Regions from separate parts of the Sus scrofa genome. Here regions 2, 3 and 4 are each linked to region 1. A link is a contact called in public HiChIP or PLAC-seq and promoter capture Hi-C data. All regions are on one chromosome and are shown on one strand. Each heading gives the region's core, a stretch centred on a gene start, on an enhancer-like site or on the middle of the called end of the contact. The rest is flanking DNA. Distances are from core to core; before and after follow the strand shown.

Evidence for each region. Promoter capture Hi-C pulls out the DNA fragments that hold promoters and counts their contacts. HiChIP or PLAC-seq counts read pairs in DNA pulled down with a chosen protein or histone mark.
Region 2: an H3K27ac HiChIP or PLAC-seq map of alveolar macrophages shows a contact between it and region 1. The contact joins the promoter of SEMA4A here to the promoter of IQGAP3 in region 1. A contact is called at or near these places in 1 of 5 promoter capture datasets (fetal liver), 1 of 47 Hi-C or Micro-C datasets (heart right ventricle) and 1 of 2 datasets of contacts at active chromatin or transcription factors (alveolar macrophages).
Region 3: a promoter capture Hi-C map of liver shows a contact between it and region 1, with 2.6 times the contacts expected there. The contact joins the promoter of UBQLN4 here to the promoter of IQGAP3 in region 1. A contact is called at or near these places in 1 of 5 promoter capture datasets (liver) and 1 of 47 Hi-C or Micro-C datasets (liver).
Region 4: a contact with region 1 is called in an H3K27ac HiChIP or PLAC-seq map of alveolar macrophages. The contact joins the promoter of LMNA here to the promoter of IQGAP3 in region 1. A contact is called at or near these places in 2 of 47 Hi-C or Micro-C datasets (liver and skeletal muscle) and 1 of 2 datasets of contacts at active chromatin or transcription factors (alveolar macrophages).

What each region holds. Positions count from the first base shown.
Region 1 is chr4:93,492,803-93,498,325 of Sscrofa11.1, reverse strand. IQGAP3 (ras GTPase-activating-like protein IQGAP3) reads right to left here and starts at 2,327. Exons shown (of 38, transcript XM_021089671.1): 1 at 2,129-2,327. NAXE (NAD(P)HX epimerase) reads left to right here and starts at 2,414. Exons shown (of 6, transcript NM_001078664.1): 1 at 2,414-2,595; 2 at 2,745-2,853; 3 at 2,979-3,089; 4 at 3,177-3,290; 5 at 4,358-4,505; 6 at 4,837-5,092. The coding sequence starts at 2,414. The coding sequence ends at 5,039. It overlaps GPATCH4 (G-patch domain containing 4), which reads right to left. Exons shown (of 8, transcript NM_001243353.1): 8 at 5,489-5,523.
Region 2 is chr4:93,889,768-93,894,839 of Sscrofa11.1, reverse strand. It overlaps SEMA4A (semaphorin-4A), which reads left to right and starts at 1,845. Exons shown (of 15, transcript XM_021089686.1): 1 at 1,845-1,920.
Region 3 is chr4:93,974,047-93,979,072 of Sscrofa11.1, reverse strand. It overlaps UBQLN4 (ubiquilin-4), which reads right to left and starts at 2,687. Exons shown (of 11, transcript XM_003125701.5): 1 at 2,486-2,687; 2 at 399-550. The coding sequence starts at 2,593. LAMTOR2 (late endosomal/lysosomal adaptor, MAPK and MTOR activator 2) reads left to right here and starts at 3,512. Exons shown (of 4, transcript NM_001243627.1): 1 at 3,512-3,787; 2 at 4,094-4,256. The coding sequence starts at 3,720.
Region 4 is chr4:93,924,785-93,930,221 of Sscrofa11.1, reverse strand. LMNA (lamin A/C) reads left to right here and starts at 3,938. Exons shown (of 13, transcript NM_001111257.2): 1 at 3,938-4,040.

The sequences.
Region 1 (5,523 bases), core at 1,078-3,577:
CCACAGCCACAGCAACACCAGATCTGAGCCACATCTGCGACCTACACCACAGCTCACAGCAACGCCAGATCCTTAACCCACTGAAGGAGGCCAGGGATCGAACCGCAGCCTCATGGTTCCTGGTCAGATTAGTTTCTGCTGCACCACGGAACTTCTTGTGTCATTATTTTAAAGTTACATCTCATCAAAATGAAGTCAGCGGTTGACAACCCTTTAATGACATAGTTCTGCATCTGGTGAGGCATTTCAGTCTAGAATAATGCTTTAGACAGCAGACTCTAGGTCACGCTACTTGGATCCTAGCTCCACTGACAGCTGTCGCTGTATCATTGGACATGTCATTCAACATTTCTGAACCTCATCTGTAAAATGGGGATAAACCAGAGTTGTTGTGAAGATAAAATGAGATAATTCATGTCAGCACTTGGCACATATAAATATTTAAAATGTTCTATCAAAAAAACATGCTTCACATTGTATTTTAGAAATGAATCTTCAGAATCACCGATTTTATTTTCTCAAATAGGCCTGCAGGGGGTCTTGACTTGACTAATGCATAAAAGAAAAGCTACTTAGCTACTGGTGAAGTTATAAATCTAAGTTAATGAGGTCTTGGATAAGATTATCCAATTGTAGTATCAACTCTACATTTCAATTCAGATGAGTAAACTCAATTTCCAACCACAAACACAGTCGAACAAAAACAATTTTCCACTATAATCTCAGTCTGACAAATTCAATTTCCTACAACAAATATGTGAAACAAACACAGCTGGAGGTTTGTTTTACAAGGGTACATCCCATAGGTGATGATAAACCTCTTTTAATTAAAAAGGAGACTATCAGAGGAGTAGTTAAAGCAGGAGGGGTTCTTGCCTCTCTCTGAGAACTAAGCAGTAATACGATTCATTATACAGAAAAAAATAAACTAGCATAAAAACAGGACTTTCATTTCACCTGGATAATTATCTTTATCTTAGTGCCTTAATGGTAACTGGTTTGTTATTCCCTAAACTTCTCCCCTAACCAGGCAGGAGTGTTTGCATTTTTAAAAACTCTTGGGTTAGGAGTTCCTGTTGTGGCTCAGTGGTTAACGAATCCGATTAGGAATCATGAAGCTTGGAGTTCCCGTCGTGGCGCAGTGGTTAACGAATCCGACTAGGAACCATGAGGTTGCGGGTTCGGTCCCTGCCCTTGCTCAGTAGGTTAATGATCCGGCGTTGCCGTGAGCTGTGGTGTAGGTTGCAGACATGGCTCGGATACCGCGTTGCTGTGGCTCTGGCGTAGGCCGGTGGCTACAGCTCCGATTAGACCCCTAACCTGGGAACCTCCATATGCCGCGGGAGCGGCCCAAGAAATAGCAACAATAACAACAACAACAACAACAAAAAGACTAAAAGACCAAAAAAAAAAAAAAAAAAGGAATCATGAAGCTGCAGGTTCGATCCCTGGCCTTGCTCAGTGGGTTAAGGATCTGGCGTTGCTGTGAGCTGTGGTGTAGGTCGCAGACGGGGCTCAGATCTGGCGTTGGCTGTGGTGTAGGCCGGCGGCTACAGCTTCGATTAGACCCCTAGCCTGGGAACTTCCATATGCCGCGGGAGGGGCCCTAGAAAAGGCAAAAAAAAACAAAAAAACAAAACTCTTGGGTTAAAAGTTTAGTCTTCTCTGATTTTTTCTTGAAATATTACCGTGACCTGGCGTCTACAGTTTCAATTACATTTTTAACCATGGCATACTTGACTTAATTAAGGTTTATACTTTTCTATTTCCACAGCTTTTATCTCGATGAAGAAGGGTAAGTATTACGTATGATTAGGGAAGTAGAACGTGCTATCCTGGTAAACAGAGAAAGGGGAAGCTAAACTAGTGGGCATAAGGGTCCTAAGTCCCATGAAAAGCAGTGTAAATAAGAGCATTAATTTATTGAGCCCTGTGTACGAGGGGCGCTGTCGACGGCTTTGCATGGATTACCACCCCATGAAGTATGTACTCATATCCTCATTTTATAGGACACTGAAACCAGGAGAGCCAGGTTCACTCAGCTAGTCGGTGGTAGGACAAGAACCGGGGCTAACTGCTCTGCCATACAGCTTCCTGGAAAAGCTACAAAAATATGAAAAATTATTACCAAAGGGCGGTTGGGAGCAAAGCACTTCCGGTTATCTCTGAGGCAATACGTAAATGTTCCCGCGGAGGGCTTGGATCCAGACTGGAAGAGAAAGCGCACGGACACAGGCAGACACCCGCGGGGCGGGTGCGTAAGGCAACCAGCCGCGGAGGAGCGAGCGCGGCGGATCCCAGGACCGCTTTCGGCAGAAGCGCTTGCGGCCCCGGCCTCTCGGGGGCGGGGCAGAGTGCTGCGCAGGCGCCGGGCAGGCCGGGGCGGGCCGGAGGCGCGCGCCCTGCGAGCTGGATGTCTGGTCTGCGGGCGCTGCTCGGGCTCGGGCTGCTCGTTGCGGGCTCGCGCCTGCCGCGCGTCAGAGTCCAGGCCGGCGCCTGTCGCGCGCGACCCACCTGGTGGGGGCCGCAGCGGCTGATCTCGGGTGGCCGCGGGGACGTAGAAGGCATGGCGAGCTCAGCGGTGAAGTACCTCAGGTAGGCAAAGTTCCAGGGCGGGCGGGGGCACGCGGGGCGCAGGACCGGGGTGCAGGCCCTCCCTCCCGGGGGGCGGGACCTGGGGCGGCCGCGCTGCCGGCCCGGCGCAGCACCTGAGGGGCGGGACCTCAGGCTTTGCGCTTCCTCAGCCAGGAGGAGGCCCAGGCTGTGGACCAGGAGCTGTTTAACGAGTACCAGTTCAGCGTGGACCAACTAATGGAGCTGGCCGGGCTGAGCTGTGCTACAGCCATTGCCAAGGTCAGTGGCAAGTCATTGTGCAAGCCCCCTGGCCTAGGCACAGCGAAGTGGGAGGGACAGCCGGGCCAAGCCCGAGCTGTCGCTTCCCAAATGCCCCTCTGAATCCCCTTTGACTCTGCCTTCAGGCCTATCCTCCCACGTCCTTGTCCAGGAGCCCCCCTACTGTCCTAGTCATTTGTGGCCCCGGGAATAACGGAGGAGATGGCCTGGTCTGTGCTCGACACCTCAAACTCTTTGTGAGTATTCGCAGAAGGGCCGTGGGGAAAAGAGCATGAGGTTTCTAGGATCTGGACTTGAATTACAACCCTTTCCTTTCCTCATAGGGCTACCAACCAACCATCTATTACCCTAAAAGGCCTAACAAGCCACTCTTCACTGCGCTGGTAACCCAGTGCCAGAAAATGGACATCCCTTTCCTTGATGAAATGCCCTCAGAGGTAGGTGGCTCCAGTTCAGTGCTCTCTCCTCCTCAATAACCACTGCCTGTGTTCTCTTTCCTCACCTTCCCAAGCTGAGCTCACTTGCTATCTTCCTCTCTAGAGGATTAACTCTTAAGAGGGTAGGGATAGTGCCTGACACAGAAAGTGCCCAAAGTATGGTGGGGGTTTTTTTGTTTTTGTTTTTTTGCTTTTTAGGGCCACATCTGTGGCATATGGAGGTTCCTAGACAAGGGGTCAAATTGGACCTACAGCTGCCGGCCCACACCACAGCCATAGCCACGCCAGATCCAAGCCACATCTGCGACCTACACCACAGCTCAGGGCGACACTAGATCCTTAACCCACTGAGTGAGGCCAGGGATCGAACCTGCATCCCCATGGATCCTAGTCAGATTTCTTTCCCCTGCACCACAACGGGAACTCCCCCAAAGTATGCTCTTTGAATAGACGTGGTTAAAAGTCTTCTCCAAAAGGTGTGCTCCAGGAGTTCCCAGCACCACCTTCTGTAAAGCTTCCTTTCCCCTTTATCTCCTGGGTCACTCCTTTCACTCTGTAGCCAGTTCCTCTTCCCCTAGCAAGCAGTAAACACATTATCTGCCCCTCTTAGGAGCTGAAGTGCCTGCTTCATCCTAAACCCTTTCTTCAGATGCCTGGATTTAGGAGTGGGAAACTTTAGAACTTCTTTTTAAAATTTCTTAGCACATTTTATAGATGAAGAGACTGAGATGCAGAGAAGGAAAGTGGTTTGTTCAAAGGATCACAGCAGAGCTGAGACCAGAACCTGTCCTTCTTGACTCCCAGGCTTAGGTAACCCTGTGCTGTAGATCCCCCCAATGGCAGGCTGGCAGGCACTAAGAACAGAAATGGTGATGGGACTGAGCTTGGCTTCAATCAGTGATAGTTGCACTTAACTCTAAGCTTCAGAATGCCGTATGAATGAGAGAAAATTATGTTTGTGCCTCTGTGAATGATCTGTGGGTACAGAGGACAGCCCTCCCCTGTCAAGGGTTCTTTGTGCAGCTGCTGACTCTGACATCCTTTCCTTTTTTCCCGCTCTGCCACAGCCCACGCTGATCGATGAACTATATGAGCTGGTGGTGGATGCCATCTTTGGCTTCAGCTTCAAGGGTGAAGTTCGGGAGCCATTCCGCAGCATCCTGAGTGTCCTGAATGGACTCACTGTGCCCATTGCCAGCATCGACATTCCCTCAGGTGCTGGATCCAAGGAGGTGGGGGGGATGGGAACCCTGCCCTGGCTTGAGGTAGAGACCTAGGGGTTCTGATTCTTGACCCAAGGCTCAGACAAAGTCTAAAATGAGTCTAGAGGCACAGAACACAGGTTTATGGACCTCAAAGGAGGGCTGGAAACCAGAGTTCAGGAGTGCCTTTGACATGTTGACTGCAAGAGACCAGAACCCAGCCATGTAAGTTCCTCGGGGAGACCCAGGAGGCTTCCCGCTCCTTTGGGACTAGGGTAGAGCAAGGTTTGGAAAGGGACGAGACATCTGATCGCTTCTCTTCCTGAATACCACCTTCTTTTCAGGATGGGATGTAGAGAGAGGAAACTCTGGAGGGATCCAGCCGGACTTGCTCATCTCCCTGACAGCACCCAAAAAGTCTGCAGCCCAGTTTACTGGTCGCTACCACTACCTGGGGGGTCGTTTCGTGCCACCTGCTCTGGAAAAGAAGTACCAGCTGAACCTGCCACCCTATCCTGACACTGAGTGTGTCTACCGCCTGCAGTGAGGGAAGCAGGGCGGGCATTCTTCACAATAAAGACTTAGTGCCTCTGTGCCCCAGAACTGTGGCATCCTGGGAGCTCTTCTGACAATAAGGGTTAATGGAGAGCAGAAGCAGAGAGCAACAGTGGAGATGCAGTGCCATCTCTCTGGGGGACAGACCATGCAAGAGGGGTTGCTGTGGCATTTGGGGGCAATGAAAATTGGCTTTCAGATGATGAAAAAGGTCCCCAGTGAGCCGTGCTGTCCTTTACACATGCGTGGTTCTTATCTATTAGGGATGCAGACGGGGAGCTAGATGAGGTTCGCTGAACTTTCTCCTCCTGCTCAACAGTGTAGCAAGGCTACGGGAAGTCTGCAGAAGAGATTTCTGTAGAGGCCTGCAAGAAAACTGATTTGTATCCAGGACCTTCCCAGGTTAGGAATGGAGACGCCAGCTGGGACTTACATAGAAGCTAAGAGCCCAAGGTGAGGTTTATTCAACCACTTGG
Region 2 (5,072 bases), core at 596-3,095, 400 kb before region 1:
GCTACAGCTCTGATTCGACCCCTAGCCTGGGGACCTCCATATGCCACGGGTGTGGCCCTAAAAAAAAAAATCCTGTCAGCTCCATCTTTAAGATATATCTGGGGAGTTCCCATCGTGGCACAGTGGTAAACGAATCCAACTAGGAACCATGGGGTTGAGGGTTCAATCCCTGGCCTTGCTTAGTGAGTTAAGGATCTGGCGTTGCTGTGGCTCTGGCGGAGGCCGGTGGCTACAGCTCCAATTAGACCCTAGCCTGGGAACCTCCATATGCCACAGGAGCAGCCCTAGAAAAGACAAAAAGACAAAAAAGACAAAAAAAAAAAAGACAAAAAAAAAAAAAAAGATATATCTGGGATCCATCCATTTTCACCATCATCACCATCTCTTGGCTGGGTTGTGGCATTAGTTTTCGAACTGGTCTCCTGACCTTGCTCCATATGCTTAATTCTCCAAACAGCAGCGAAGTGGTCCTTTAATAGGTCATTCCTCTGCTCAAGAACTTTCCCAAAGCACTCAGTACAAAAGCCAAAGTCCTCAAAACGGCATGCAAAGCCAGGCAAGATGACCCCCACCTGGTTTCTCACTCTTCTCCCTCATGCTCACTCCACTCAAGCTGCAGTGACTGCCCAGGTAATTCCTAGAACACACCAAGCACACACCTGCCTCAGGACATTTACACTAATGTTTTCCTCTGCCTGGACCACGTTTCCTATCACATATCTGCTTGTTTCAGGTCTCTATTCAAATGTCACCAGCCAGTAAAGCCTTCTCTGACTAAATTTAATAAAATAGGGAGTTCCCACTGTGGCTTAGTGGTAACAAATCCAACTAGTATCCATGAGGATTGTGGGTTCGATCCCTGGCCTCGCTCAGTGGGTTAAAGATCCAGTGTTGCCATGAGCTGTGGTATAGGCCAGTTGCTACAGCTCCGATTGGACTTCTAGCCTGGGAACCTCCATATGCTGTGGGTTTGGCCCTAAAAAGACAAAAGGCAAAAAAAAAAAAAATTCCATGGGCATGAGGGAGCCAGGGGGGATTTTTGGTCTGAGGCTGAGTGATATGAGAACTGAGGTTTCACGCTTGCTCACGGCTATCTTTCATTTCCACTTCTTTTTCCCTCTCCTTATATGTGTATATCTCTCAGCTGCCCCTGCCCCTCCATGGCCAGAAGTAACTGGATAAGTCATTTTCCTTTTCTATAGCCTCTCAGGGATGGGAGAGGGAGGGGCTGAGCAGGGACCCTTTGTCACTCAGCCTCCCGGGTGTCTCAGTGCTCCTACCCAGAGGGGCAGCAGATGAAGACATGGAGAGGCCGCTGGGAGAGGAAGGTGCCACCTGCCCCCACCCTCCACCCCCTAGATTGACCTTGAGGTGCTGGCTCCCCCCCCACCCCCCCGGGGCCTCAGGCCCTTACAATCCTTGGGCTGATTCTCCGTGCTTAGTACCAGTCAGTGCCAGCTGGCAGCTCTCACCGGAGACTGAGGTGACACGAATATGGCGGAGGAGGGGAGGAAGTGGGCAAGGGCCCAAGAGGAATAGGGGCCAGGATTCGAGGGGGTGGTAATCATAGGCTGGGTGGTCAAGATGGGTGTCGCATGGGACAGGCTAGACTGAGGAGTCTAGAGGTTTCCAGAAGACTAGAGGATGTGTCAGGACCCCCCACTCTGGCCTTCCTGTCCCTGGCAGACTTAATCCTCTCCCTGCCACCCACTTTTCTCTACCTCTACCCCCTTAAGCCGCCCCTGGCTAATTCTCCTTGGTCCCTTTAAGAGCTGCCTGGGAACTGGGGCACCAGAGGGGGCTGGCAGGGCCCCCACCCCCTCCCCCTGCCCTGCCCGCCTCTGCTCCGCCCCTTGCCCGGTACAGACTCTGCTGGAAGCCTTGGACGCCTGGGTTAGGGTCTCCACTGCTGGGCTGGGGGTAAGGCTTGAAAGGGGTGGGGAAGGGGGACCTCGGTCCCCAGGGTGGGGTGGAGGGGAGGCGGGAGGCCAGTTTCCTAGCGCTGTGGACATGAACTATCTGTGTGCCAACTCCAGTGGATAACGTAGGGAGCCCTCTGGGAGGATGCTTGGGCCTCAGACTAGCGGGTAGGGCAGCCCTAAGGATCTTGGGGGACAGTGACTAGAGGGCAGGATGCCTGGGTCTCCTCACCCTCCACTCCCCCTTCGTATTTTTCTGGGACCTTCATTTGCTAACCTCCATTCAACCACCCCCCTGCGTCTCCTGAAATTAAAGACATAGGATCCTGACCCCTTGTCTTCCACAGATGGGGAAACTGAGGCTGAGCAAACCAGAGGAAATGGAGTTGTGTGGGTCATGGCAGGAGAAATAGAGGTTAGGCTGCAGAAAGGTTCTCTGTCCTTCTCTACCCCAGACAACTAGACATGGGAACTTGGGTGTCCAGCTCACCCCAGCAACTTTGTAACTACAGCCTTGGCCAGCACCCGGGTCTAAGTCCCTGCCCCCCTCAACAAGACAACTTAGCTCTTTACTGGAAGTTTTTGCTTTTTGTTTGTTTGTTTGTTTTTAGGACTGCACCCGAGACATATGGAAGTTCCCACACTAGGTGTCAAATCATCGGAGCTGCAGCTGCTGGCCTACACCACAGCCACAGCAACACGGGATCTGAGCCGCATCCACGACCTACCCCACAGCTCATGGCAACACAGGATCCTTAACCCACTGAGCGAGGCCAGGGATTGAAACCGTGTTTCTGGATTCGTTTCTGCTGTGCCACAACGGGAACTTCTTTCCTGGATATTTTGATTTCCACATATCAGAGCCAGGAGAGGCTCCCAAAAGCCCAGCTGGGTAACCTGGAATGAAGTGGAGCCCGGGGGCCTGTAGACTCCTCTACTCTACTCCCCTGGTTTATTTTGCAAATGTAGCCTGTTCTAGTTCTGCCACTCTGTGGCAGGACTGGGCCCAGTTCCCCTAAAGGGGAAGGGACTCGGGGCAGGGACCCAAGGACCCCCCCCACCCCAGGTGTAAAGGCTTTCTGCAGTCCAACTTCCTGTTACAGTCCTAGTTCAGTGTCCCTGCCACCTGATTGCAAGTCAGCCCTTCCCCTCCTGCCATGGGTCCCAGTCCTGAGGGAGAAGAGCCTGAAGTAGGCACACTAGTCCCCAAGGCCTCGGAGCTGAGGGCACAGAGGATGGCGTGTCAGGAAGTGGTGGGAATGTGATAGCAGTTCTGCTCAGAGTCCACTTCTGCTTTCAGCCCATGTCCTTCTTGCCCTGCCCCAGACAGAAATGCTCACCCATTGCCCCAACCCAGACCTAAAGGGGAAGCAGGCTTGGCCTGTAAAACCCTCTGCCCTGGGCCTGCAACAGCACACTCACTTCCTTCTTCCTAAAAATACTAAGTCTAGAGATGAGCCAAGCTCAGGTGGGCTGGAAAACCACAATTTTACCTATGTGAATCAGAGAGGGCAAGTGCCCTGCCTAGGATCACACAGCAAGTTATAGGTATCCAGGCCTGGGATCCAGGGCTCTTGTTCCCCAGCCCCTGGTACCTTTTTCATAGTCTTCCCACAGGCTGAGACGAGCCAACCTGGAAGGGGATTTTTCAACTTTTCATTTTACCAACAGAGAAGCTGAAGCCCAGTGGGGACAGGAGGGAACTCTGGTAAATAGCAGTCCAGAATCAGGGCTGGCAGAGGACACCAGGCCCAGCTCCCAACTCTTCCACCCAGACCCTGCTTGCCTCACAGATGGGAGAGAATCCAGCCCAGTCTTGTCTTTTTTTTTAAAGGGCCACACCCACGGCACATGGAGGTTCCCAGGCTAGGGGTCTAATTGTAGCTGTAGCCACCGGCCTCTGCCAGAGCCACAGCAACGCAGGATCCGAGCTGCGTCTGCCACCTACACCACAGCTCATGGCAATGCCAGATCCTTAACTCACTGAGCGAGGCCAGGGACTGAACCTACATTCTTCATGGATGCTAGTTGGGTTCATTACCACTGAGCCATGATGGGAACATCTCTTTTTTATCCCTATCTGGTCTGGACCTCTAGCAAATCCTCTCTGAAGTCTGCCCTCGTTCCCTCCTCTTATAGCACAAATCTTCTTCTAATAGGTCTCAGGGGGTAGCCAAAAAAGACTTCTGGAGGAGCCATCTTCTTGGTAAGGTGGTTTAGGAAGAAATGGCAAAACCTGAACCTGGCAGTAGAACCCTTGCCTTGCAAGCCAGGATGCTATCAATAGAAGGGGGCTTCTTACGCTTCTTGACAGAGACCCTGTCTCTTGGCTTATTTGCATAGATAAGTATTCATTTGCATCCTCTTTGGCAAACTCAATTTGTCTGGGGTCAGGCTGGCTAGCATTCAGGTGTGACCCCATTACAGACATACAGTTCCTGAGAGAAGAGGGGAAACCCAGAGAAACTGACTATAAAGGAGAACTGGCCCCAACTGACCCCCTGAACCCAGCTGCGGGACATTTGCACTGTGGTTCCTGCCTGACAGTGAGCTGAAGCTGAACAAGGACCCCCAGGGGCCAGTGTGGCCCCTCCTGGCTCCCCCCACATCCGGAGCCCTGCTTCCTCCACACATGTGGATCCAGGAGCCGCAGAAGGTGGGGCGCAGGGGGACACGGGTAGGAGGAGGAAGAATGTGGGGAGATTCTAGTCCCTCCCACTTAGAGATGTGGTTGTCATGGTGACCGAGGACCAGTGAGGCGGGATGGGGTTGGGGATGGGGGGCGGGGGTGTGGCAGGGACGAAGGCACTGGGAGACTGGAAGCCTGGCATTCCAGGCGGAGGGAAACGCAGCGGCATCTCCGAGCTCCAGGTAAGGGAGCGGGAGAACTGACAGTTCAGAAAGGCGGGGGCGGGCCATTGTCTGGCTCTGGCTCTGCCCTAAGGAGGGGGCAGACAGAGGGGGTCGGGCCATTGTGTTCAATACTCAGCTCAGCCTTCCAGCACTAGTCAGCCTGGAGGAGGAAACCTAGGAGACACTGGGTAAGGGGTTAGGGGGGGATTGGGCTGGGAGGGTGGCAAGAAGGCTGGGAGACTGTGCGGTTGGGAAGAGGTGGGGAGATGCTGGGGGAGTAGAGGCTTGGGGACATCCCTA
Region 3 (5,026 bases), core at 1,438-3,937, 480 kb before region 1:
AGGCAGGGTAGTGCTGCAGGGAATCAGTAAATCAGACAGAGGGAGAGAAGAGCCTTTTTTTGGGCCACACCCACAGCATGTGGAAGTTCCAGGGCCAAGGATTGAACCTGCCCCACAGCAGTGACCCAAGCCGCTGCAGTGACAATGCCGAATCCTTAACCCACTAAGCCACCAGGGAACTCCAGGATCCTCTATCTTCGGGGCATTCAGGGAGAGGTAAGTCAGGTTCCTTTCCCCTGGAGATGAGCTCACAGGGCTTTCTGGCAATCCATCCAAGAGGCACCTTCCTGGGCCTTGGCAAAGGCCTTAGATGTACAGTGGAACTACGGGTGACAAAGCATCAGTGGGGGTAAAAAAAGCCCAACCCGAAGCTGGACCTGCTCCTCTCCTGAACTTACTTCTGAGGGGTCTTGATGACCAGATGGACAGTGAGCCCATCCTTGATCCCATGCTGGTTCAATGTGTCCCCATCCTTGAGGATCTTGCCCGCGAAGATCAGGACCAGCTGATCCTGCTGAGCCTTAAATCTCCGGGAGATTTCCTCTTTGAACTGTGATCAAGAGGCAAAGGTCACTGTGGAGGCTGCCTGGGCTCCACCAACAAGGGACTCTGCCGCTTCTTCAAGAGCCTCTGCTCTAGTCTTGGGAAGTCCTTTCAGCGGTTCTAATTCCACTCCTCTAGTTGCAATAAGCAGCTCCTTTCTGAAGGAGCTGGACTAGAGAGAGCTCTACCCTGGGGACTCCCACCCTAGAAACCCTTTGCTCCTTCTTCTTTTTTTTTTTTTTGTCTTTTTAGGGCTGCACCCGCAGTGTATGGAAGTTCCCAGGCTAGGGGTCGAATTGGAGCTGCACCTGCTGACCTATGCCACAGCCACAGCAACTCGGGATCTGAGCTGCATCTGCGGCTTACACCACAGCTTACGGCAACAATGGATCCCCAACCCAATGAGCGAGGCCAGGGATCGAACCCGTGTCCTCGTGGATACTAGTTGGGTTCATTACCACTGAGCCACGAAGGGAACTCCAAGAAAGACTTCACTTCTATCTGCCACTCCATCTTCAGTCCCTCCACCCAGTTCCCCGTGAGGGTACTGCCTAGGCAGTTCTCACCATCCCAACTCCTTCAACAGCCTTGGGCCCAGGCCCTGTCTCCCTTCAGCCTTCTCTTCTCAGACCCCAAGTCTTTTTCCTCTCTTTATTTCCAGTGTTCTTGTGACAATGATGATAAACAGATCCCACTTATTTATTTAGGTATTTACATATTTATTGGCCACATTCACAGCATGCAGAAGTTCCTGGACCAGGGTTCGAACCCAAGCCACACAGTGACCTGAGCCAAAGCAGTGACAACGCCAGACCCTTAACCAGCTGACCCTTAACCAGTTACCAGGTAACACGTTATTTATAAAAGCACTAACCATTCAGAGTCTAAATCCCATGAGATACATGTTAACAATTATCTCCATTTTAAAGACAAGAAAACTGAGAATCAAAGCAGTTAGGAAACTTGCCCCGGGCAGACTGGAACTTAGGCCTCGATACCGAAGCCCAAGCTCTGAACCAAAAACATGGATCCTCTCAACTAGAGCTGATACCAAATTCAGCTTTGCAGCGAAAATGATTTCAATTCTGGAATGGAGTCATTTTATAAGGTTGGGGGAAGGGCAATAATGGCACTAAAAGCTGGCTTGGAAAGAGTTAAGACTCTACATCTATCCGCAACCCCCCTACCAACCCAAACTTACACTCTAAGTAAAAACAGTGCACTTGCTAAGCAAAGGCAGCTTCCAGATCCCTCCTTCCCAACCAGAAAGCCTATCTTAGCCCCGCCTCTGTGAAATTCTGGAGCCGCCACAGGCGGGTGGTGAACACAGCAATATTCCCTCATTCAGTCATTCACCACATTTTTCTTGAGCACCTACTGCACCTTGTGTAAATCCCAGAGGGGCTGAGAACCAAACGCAACTACCTTGATTTGAAAGAGTAGCAAAGATCCCGGCAGAGGGAAATCCTCCCCCCGCACCGGCCGGGCGTCAGAATGCTGGGCGTTCTCTGAGACGCACAGTAGAAGCCTGGAGCTTTCCTCGCCTGCGCCCCGCGCCCACTATCCGGCCTCCGCACCTTGCCCGGCTCCCACCCTGCCTCAGCGCCTCGAACCCCCGCTAGTAAGCGGCGCAAACACTCCTCTCCAACACAGGGTCCTTCCCCCTTGCCTGTGCAAGGTGTCCTCTTCCAACTCCACCACGCCCCCAGACCAGGCCACAAGGCAAACCCCGGCCTCCCTTCCCAAACACGCGCCACGCTACCCCGGATCGACCTCGCAGGACGCCCCCTACCCGCCGCCTCTTCCCTCCCGCTTCCCCGAGTGCCTGCTGGGCCCCCGCCCTCCTCTCCCCGGCCCTCCCATACGCCCGACGGTCTCAGAGACACCCCCCTCTTCACAGACCACTCCTCCGCACCCCCCCAATCCCCACCACCCGTACTACCTCCTTGACCGAGGCTCGATCGCAGATCACAATTTCCTCCTTGTCCTTAGGGGTCTTGACGGTGACCCGAATCGGGGGCCTCGTCTCGGCCCCGCTCGGCTCCGCCATGCCGCCGCCGCCGCCGCCACCCGGCCGCCCGCCAGCCCGCCCCGGCTCCTCCTCCTCCCCGCCCGCCCGGCGGTGCTCGGCTCCGGCGCCTCCAACACTCCCCTCTCCCCTCCCCTCCCCAAGGCTTCACCGCCCCCTCCGGACCAGCCGCAGCCACAGCGCCCCGGGCGGACCGGGGGGGCCACTGCAGCGGGGTCCGCCCAGGGCCGAGCCCGGGGTCTGCAGCCTGGGCAGGGCCTTGCTGGGCGGCGGCCCCCAAAGGGGCTGCTCCGGACAGGGGCGGGAAGCAAACTCTCCGGGAGAGACCACCGCCCGTGGTAGCCGGTCCGAGTCGCGCTGAGGTGCCAACCCCCCGCCCCCGGGCCCAAAGCTACCCGCCCCCTCCGCGACTAACTCTTTCTCCGGGACAAAGGACTTTCTGTGTCGCCGCTTTATCTCCGTTCCCTATGATAACTGGTCTTTCTTGGAAAGCCCAAATCCTTTCCAGGCCTGAGGCTTCTCCCGACTTGGAGGCTGAATTTTCCACTTCTGGATATCTACCTAAAACCTCTTCTGTAGGATTGACTTAATTCCCCTGAGGGTAGCGGCCTCCAAGAAGTCTATTCAGTACAGTTCCAGAGACCTGGATTTTTGCCTGCATGGCCTTTCTGAGCCTATTTCCTCAATAGCATCTATCTCCTCATCTCACAGAATTATGCATAATGTAGAAAATTGCTTTGAGAAGTAACCCAAGGTATGCCTGACAAGTATAGGAATTTTGTTTTCTTTTAATTACTGAATCGTGGATTGTCAAGCAGATATGACTCCTCTGCCCGAGAGGGTTAAATGTCCTTCCAGTACTGCCACTATCCTTTTACTCCCGCTCTTTTCCCCCATAACCGCGTGGTCTCACTGGAAAGGCGAACTGTAGTTCCCAGGGTGCCTCGCGAAGCTTCGAGGAACTACAATTCCCAGCGCCCCCCGCGGTGAGGCGGGGTTGAGTCAGAACCGCACAGTCAGGCCAGGAAACTACAACTCCCAGGAGTTCTGGAGCCGGGCAGCTGGACTACGGGAAGCGGCAGGCGGAGGCCAGTTATAGGAAACTCCGGGATCAGGTTGTGAAAGCCCAGGGTTAGGAGCCACAGGCATGCTGCGTCCCAAGGCTTTGACCCAGGTGCTAAGCCAAGCTAACACTGGAGGTGTCCAGAGCACCCTGTGAGTGCGGACCGAGAGGCCGAGCGGCGAGCACTGGAGTGGGGCTGCGCGCGGCTCTCCGAGGGAGGGGTGGGGAAGGCTCTCTGGGAAGGGAGGAGGTGGCAGAGGGGGCAGCCTTTGGGTGAACCGGCGAGAGGGCCACTCTTGAAAGAGAAACTGACGTGCTGGGTGTTTGGGGCATGTTCTAGGACACACTCAACCCAGACCCTTGCTTTCTAGGAGCGCCGGTGGGCGAGTTGGGATGGAAAGTCAGGTATTTTACTCCCCATCCTGAGCACGTTGATATCCGTTCTGATGCTTTTCCAGGCTGCTGAATAACGAGGGATCTCTGTTGGCCTACTCTGGTTACGGGGATACGGACGCCCGAGTCACTGCAGCCATCGCCAGTAACATCTGGGCGGCCTACGACCGGAACGGGAACCAAGCATTTAACGAAGACAATCTCAAATTCATCCTCATGGACTGCATGGTATGGAGAGGGGAGCCATTTCCTCTGTCCCTAAGGGGACCCCCAAGGGGCACCCTGGACCCCATCCTGGATGGTTGGGGCCCAGGGACAGGATTTCTGGAAGATTACTAAGAGTTGGTCTGCAGCAGCATTTATAATAGGCAGGACCCTATGTATCAAGTGGTGATGAGGAAGGAGTATTGGACCCGAGGTCTGGCTGGGTTCTAGTCTCAGCCAGCCACTTGCCATTTGTGGAACCTTGGGTAAGTCACAAGCTTTTTTACCACATCTCCAGTGTGAAAATAATCCCCACCACCACATCACGCACACAGGGTTGTTGTGATCAAATGAAAGGGTAGGTGTAAACTGTAGAGTGATATGCAGACACAAAGTGTTGTCATCTGAGATTCTCAGACTCAGAAGCATGGCAAAGTGTCCAGACCCTAGTCCAGTTCCTTCAGTTTACAGAAAAAGGAGATAAAGTCCAGAAAGAGGAAGCGCCATTAGACTGAATTTCTTGGGAACAGAACCTGTCTCATTCACCTTTATATCTGTTCAGTTAACAAATTTTTAGGTCCTTGCAGTATTCTCAGGACCTGGGAAAAAAATAGCAAACAGGACAAACAAAAACTGCAGCCCTAATGTCTCATATATGCCTTAAAATAAGTAAAATATGTATGTTTGTAAAATCAGTTCATAAATATGTTTTGTAACATACATACATAAGTTTAAAAAGTAGTATGTGGAGTTCCCGTCATGGCTCAGTGGATTAAGAACTAGTATCCAGGAGT
Region 4 (5,437 bases), core at 2,689-5,188, 430 kb before region 1:
GTGATTTGAATTAACTCTTGGGAGAAAAAGCATAGAAACCAGGAAAGGGGGGCCGTGGGGAGGGGGCAGTGAGTCATGCTTCCATGTGTATTTTTCAAACTTTCCAATGGGAGCTTGGAAAGCAACCCCCTTTCGGTTGGTTGCCAGCTTGGACCTGGCTCTCCAAGGGTCCCTGGGGTTGCTTTCTCCAGGGCTGCACCCCGACCCACCCTTCAGGTCTGCTTTATTTCCTGGGGTCCCCTAGCCCTTCTCCCTCCAGGCTGGCTCATGCTGCGTCTGGGCTAAGGGAGGTCCCTCCTGGGGTGGCGCTTCGGCGTTGCCTCTGGTGTTGTGTCACAGTGATGGCTCCTCTGTCTGCCTCCATTTCAGGGTGGACCCATGGGGCCTGCAGCCACTCTGACCAACGCTTCGACCCTCGAGCACCTCTGGCAGCACCAGGGAGGCCAGGTTCCAGGACTCTCTTCTCTGCCAAGGCAGCTTCTTCTTTGTGCCCTTCCCTCCCATTTCTGCACCCCAGTTTCCGGAGTGCCTGTGGTTGAGGGGGAGAACCCCCTGGCCCCCAGGGAGCAGCCCTGCAGAGCAGAGACCTCATCCTGAGGAGGTGGGTAAGGAACAAAACGCCTCTTGTGTGCCGGGCTCTGAGCTGAGCTCCCGGCATCTGCCCTGGGAAGCATCAGGATGTCCAATCTGCCTGTGGGAACCCAGGCTCAGCCAAGAAAATGGGTGGGAATCCTGAGGGTGATGGTGGGGGGGAGCCCTGAGCCCTTCTACCCTCCCCCAAAGCTCCCTCTGCTGCCTCGGGGGTCCTGGACTAGCTGTCCCCTCCCAGCTTCTGACTAATTTTTCCTGGTAGTTGTTGAACATCCTGCCCCCACTGTGCCCATGCCAGCGACAGCCCACATCACATGGGCCACATCTGGCTCCACTTGAGCACACCCTCCCCTCCTTTGTCCCTTCTCCTCCTCTGCCCAGAGGCCAGAACCGGAAGGACCCATGAGAACTTCACTTCTTTGGGTCCATCAGCCACCCCCCCCACCCCACCCCCCACCTCCACCACACCGCCTGCCCTTTCACAGCCTCTAACATAGTCACCCCTTCCCTTCCTTTCAGTCTCCTCATCCTCTCTTCCAGCCTTCATCCCCTGGACATCTTGACTGGGTCCTTCAGCACCCCCTCCCTCACCGTATCCTGACTTCTTGGACCTGCCCCCCTCTCCAGCCCCCCCTTGAACAGCAGATTGGGAAGGAGGAATTTTGCAAGGTTTGAGCCCCCAGAGCTGTCCCAGGGTAGGGGGAAGTCCTGGTTGCCTGGGGATTAAGTTTTCCCTAGCCCAACCTTCTGTCCTGCTATGAGCTTGGGTTGGCCTGGGGTGGGGGTGGGGGGGAAGTAGGAGGGGTGACCCCACAGATATGTGTGCGAGGAGCCTGCTCGGTGGGGGTGAAGGGCTGAGGAGAACATAATGGCTCACCCTTTTTTTTTTTTTTTTTTTTTTTTTTTTTGTCTTTTATGAGGGAGGAGTCTGGAAAGCCTTCTAGCTACTGGTCTCCCTCCTCCTTCCTCCTTGCTTAGCAACTGTTGCTGGGTAAATATTTGCCCCACCAGGAGCTGGGGCTGGATTGCTGGTGTCAGCCCCAGGCAGCTGCCCCTCTCCTCAATTCCTGTGCCTCCCCTCTGCCCAGCTCTCTGCTCCTGGATCCCCTGGTCCGGACTCCCCCCAGTTACCTCAAAGCTCAGTTCTTTCTCCCTCATAGTAGACTTTCTCTCCAACCTCCTCCCTCTACCCACTCTTTTTTTTGTTTTGTTTTGTTTTGTTTGGTCTTTTTGCCTTTACGTGAGCCACTCCCGCGGCATATGGAGGTTCCCAGGCTAGGGGTCGAATCAGAGCTGTAGCCACCAGCCTACGCCAGAGCCACAGCAACTCAGGATCCGAGCCGCGTCTGCAATCTACACCACAGCTCACGGCAACGCCGGATCGTTAACCCACTGAGCAAGGGCAGGGACCGAACCCGCCACCTCATGGTTCCTAGTCGGATTCGTTAGCCACTGCGCCATGACGGGAACTCCTCTACCCACTCTTATCTCTCCCTTCATCCCCATTTGCCCTCTGTGATCAACTCTCTCTCATGCATCCTCCACTAAAGTACCTGAGTGAAGCCCCCCCTCTGAGCCAGACCAGTCCCCTGCCTCTACCCTCCCCCGCCCCCCGCACCCCCTGGGAGTTGAGCCTGACTGTGGCTTCTGGTACATCGCTGTGCTCACTGAACCCCAGACCTCACCTCTCTGCCCCCACCCCGAAGCCTTAGTTCAGCTGTGCCGAGCTCCAGGCAGGGAGAGGAGAGGGCATGCGGGATGTTTTGAGGACGTCCCATCCATCCTCCCCGCCAAGGCCAGGAAGCTCCGCTTCAGGAAGCCAGCCCCATTTTCACCTCCTTTGGGGATGGGATTGAGGGAATCATGGCCAAGAGGAAACAGATGCCCTCTTGGCCCCTCCCTGGGCAGCCTGAGAGCACACCAGCCTCAGGCCACTCGTGCATCCTGTCCCTCCCAGCCAGGTCCCTGCTGCCCTACCGCTGCTCCAGTGGCTCCCCCATTACCTGCCACTCAGGGGTCAAGGGCCAAAGTGAAGTGGGCTCTCAGGGAGCCCTGTAAGCTTTGGATTTACTAGACAAAGAGGGCAATTGGGGTGTTACTCTGGGGCTAGCCTGTGGGCTGGCATAGGGATAGTGGGACAGGGGAATCTGGGGAGCTGGATCAAGGCAGGTCTAGAAAGGAGGGGGTTGGCTTGCATGATGTCCTTAGACTCCTCCCAGCTCTGAAGTTCTGGCTTCTAAGCAATGACTGATGAAGCACTGGCCCAAGGCAGTCCCTTCCATCCCATGGAGTCTCCCTCCAGGAGCTCCTGACCTTGGCCAAGGCCCTGCCCATCCACCTGCCACACGTGGCCGCCACTAATCCAGAAGTGCCCTTTGATCTGTTCCCCCATCAGGAAATCTCCTGCAGATTAACCACCATCCTCCCCGGGGAGAATTTGCTTTCCCAGTTGACCTCCCTGGGGTGAGTGCCAAGGGCTAGCCTTGGAAGGGGACCCTGAGGAACTTAGGGGCTGCAGGGGCTGGGAACCCAGGTTGGTTTTATGGTGAGGCTAAGCAAGGTGAAGCTCAGGGATCCACAGTGGCACAGGCCTTCCCAAGACCCTTAGAGGAGCCTGACCAGGTTTCCACGTGTTCACTTATCTGTGTGAAATCTGTAAAAGATATTCTCATATTTTTAAGATAGAGCCTCCCCACAAAAATTGGATGGACACTTAGGAAGACCAACTGTCCGGTTTTGCCAGGAACTGTTCGGGTTTGAGCACTGCAAGGCCCTTGTCCTAGGAAACTCCTCAGTGCTCTGCAAACAGGACAGGTGGCCACTAGTTTCAGGCCCCACATTGGGTAACGTTTGCTCAGCACCTGGACTGGGGGTGGGGGGGGAAACAGGGATCCTTTTCTGCCTCACTTCCTGGAAGCCTCTCGGCGCCTAGGGCTTGGGGACCCTTTTCGCCGGCCCCAGTTCTGGAGTTGTGGCGCTTCTGTTTGTTTCCTTGGCAACAGGGAGAGGAAACCCCCATTTAGGAGACCCGGGAGGCCCCGGCAACCACACACACACAGACACACACAGACTCACAGGCAGCCGCCCACACGCAGGCGCCTGCGTCAGAACCAGCCGTCAGCACTGCCCGCCTCCGGGCGGCGGGGGCGGGGGGGCGGGAGAGGAACCACCCCGCCGGAGTCCGGAGTCGCCCTACCAGCCCGAACCGATCTGCCCTGGAGGGAACAAGCCCCGTCCCCTTGGCTCCGCCCACGTCTCCGGGGCCCCGCCCCTTCCTACGTCTACCTCCCCTCCCCCACCCTCACCAGGTGGGGCGGGGCCAAAGCTGGGAGATAGGGAGCAGAGAGGACGAAGTCACTGCGGAATTCCTCTTTGGCTCTTGTCTGGTGTGTACCGTGGCAGTATTTTGGTGTGTATTGTGACGGTTCCAGGAAGCCTGAGGCTCACAGGTGGGGCGGCTCTCTGGGCCCATTTGAGTGGGGGATGGGGTTTGGAATGTCGGGCAGGGACTCCTGGGCAGACTCTCGGATTTTGCTGTTGGATGGAGCTCCTTTGGGGTCTGGACTGAAGGGAGGTGGGATGTAGTTAACCTGGAGGCAAATCCCTGGAGTTTGGGACCTGCTTCTGTCTCTTGTTGTGTGGCCTGGAGCATATCAGTTAACCTGGCCCAAGTCTCAATCTCCGTATCTGTATAATGGGCATCATGGTGTTTGCTTTGTGCATCTCAGAGAGGTTTGAGAGGGTTAAGGTAGTAATCTGGATTGTGAAAAGATGACACCTGGGAGACCTGCCCAGCCAAATGTGAAGTGTAAAGGGTTGGTTCTGTGCTCATTATCTAGCGGCCCTGTCTGGCCTGGCTGGAGCACCCAGGGAAGATAGCCAGCCCTACACTGACCCCTGCAACCCCTGCCTCATCATGGTAGCGATAATGCCCATCCCTTGAGGTCGATTAGCCCCTTCCAGTATGTCCAGAGTGATGTCCTGTCTCCTACAGTAGTGTGAAATAGGGTCCGAGTACTATTTGGGGGTTTCTGGCTGTGTTTGGGCAAATCTTAGCTTCTCCAGCCTGAGAAGCCCACTTTGTAAAGAGAGGGGTTTAATTCTCAGAGCCCTGGGGGCCTCTTAGGGGAGGGGCAAAGGATCACCAGGCAGGGGTCCCTAAACTTCCCTGCTAGAGAGACTCTGCCTCTGTCATTTAGTATATTGGGCTTTTGGGGTGAAATTTCATTCAAATGAGGGGTTCACTGGCTTTACAAAAGGCCATCAAACACGCTCCTTCTGAGGGCCTTCCCAGCTAAACTAAGCCAAGCTAATTGTTCTAAGCCTGCATCATTCCATCTAGCTGGGTCCGGATGGGAAGAAGGCAGTTACTCAGCTGGACTATCTTAGGTCAATTAGTCAACTTCTCGGAGTTTGGGTTTTTGGTATATAAAATGCAGATAATAATACCTTCCTCATAAGGCTGAAGTCAAGATGAAGTGGGATCAGCCCCACATGGCCCCTAGCCCAGTGCCTGGTATGTGGCAGCTACTTAAAGAACAGCCAGGTCCTTCCATACCACCTGTGCAGGAGTGACTCAGCAGTTCAACAGGTGTTTAGTACTTGACCCTGTGATCAAAGAATGAATAAGACAGGGACCCTCCCTCCAAGCACTCTAGGGAGTTCCTGTTGTGGCTCAGGGGAAACAAACCTGACTAGTATCCATAGGGATGCAAGTTTGATCCCTGGCTTCGCTCAGTGGGTTAAGGTAATCCATCGCTGCTGTGAGCTGTGGTGCAGGTTGCAGACGTGGCTCAGATCTGGCATGGCTGTGGCTGTGGTGTAGGCCAGCAGCTACAGCTCCAAT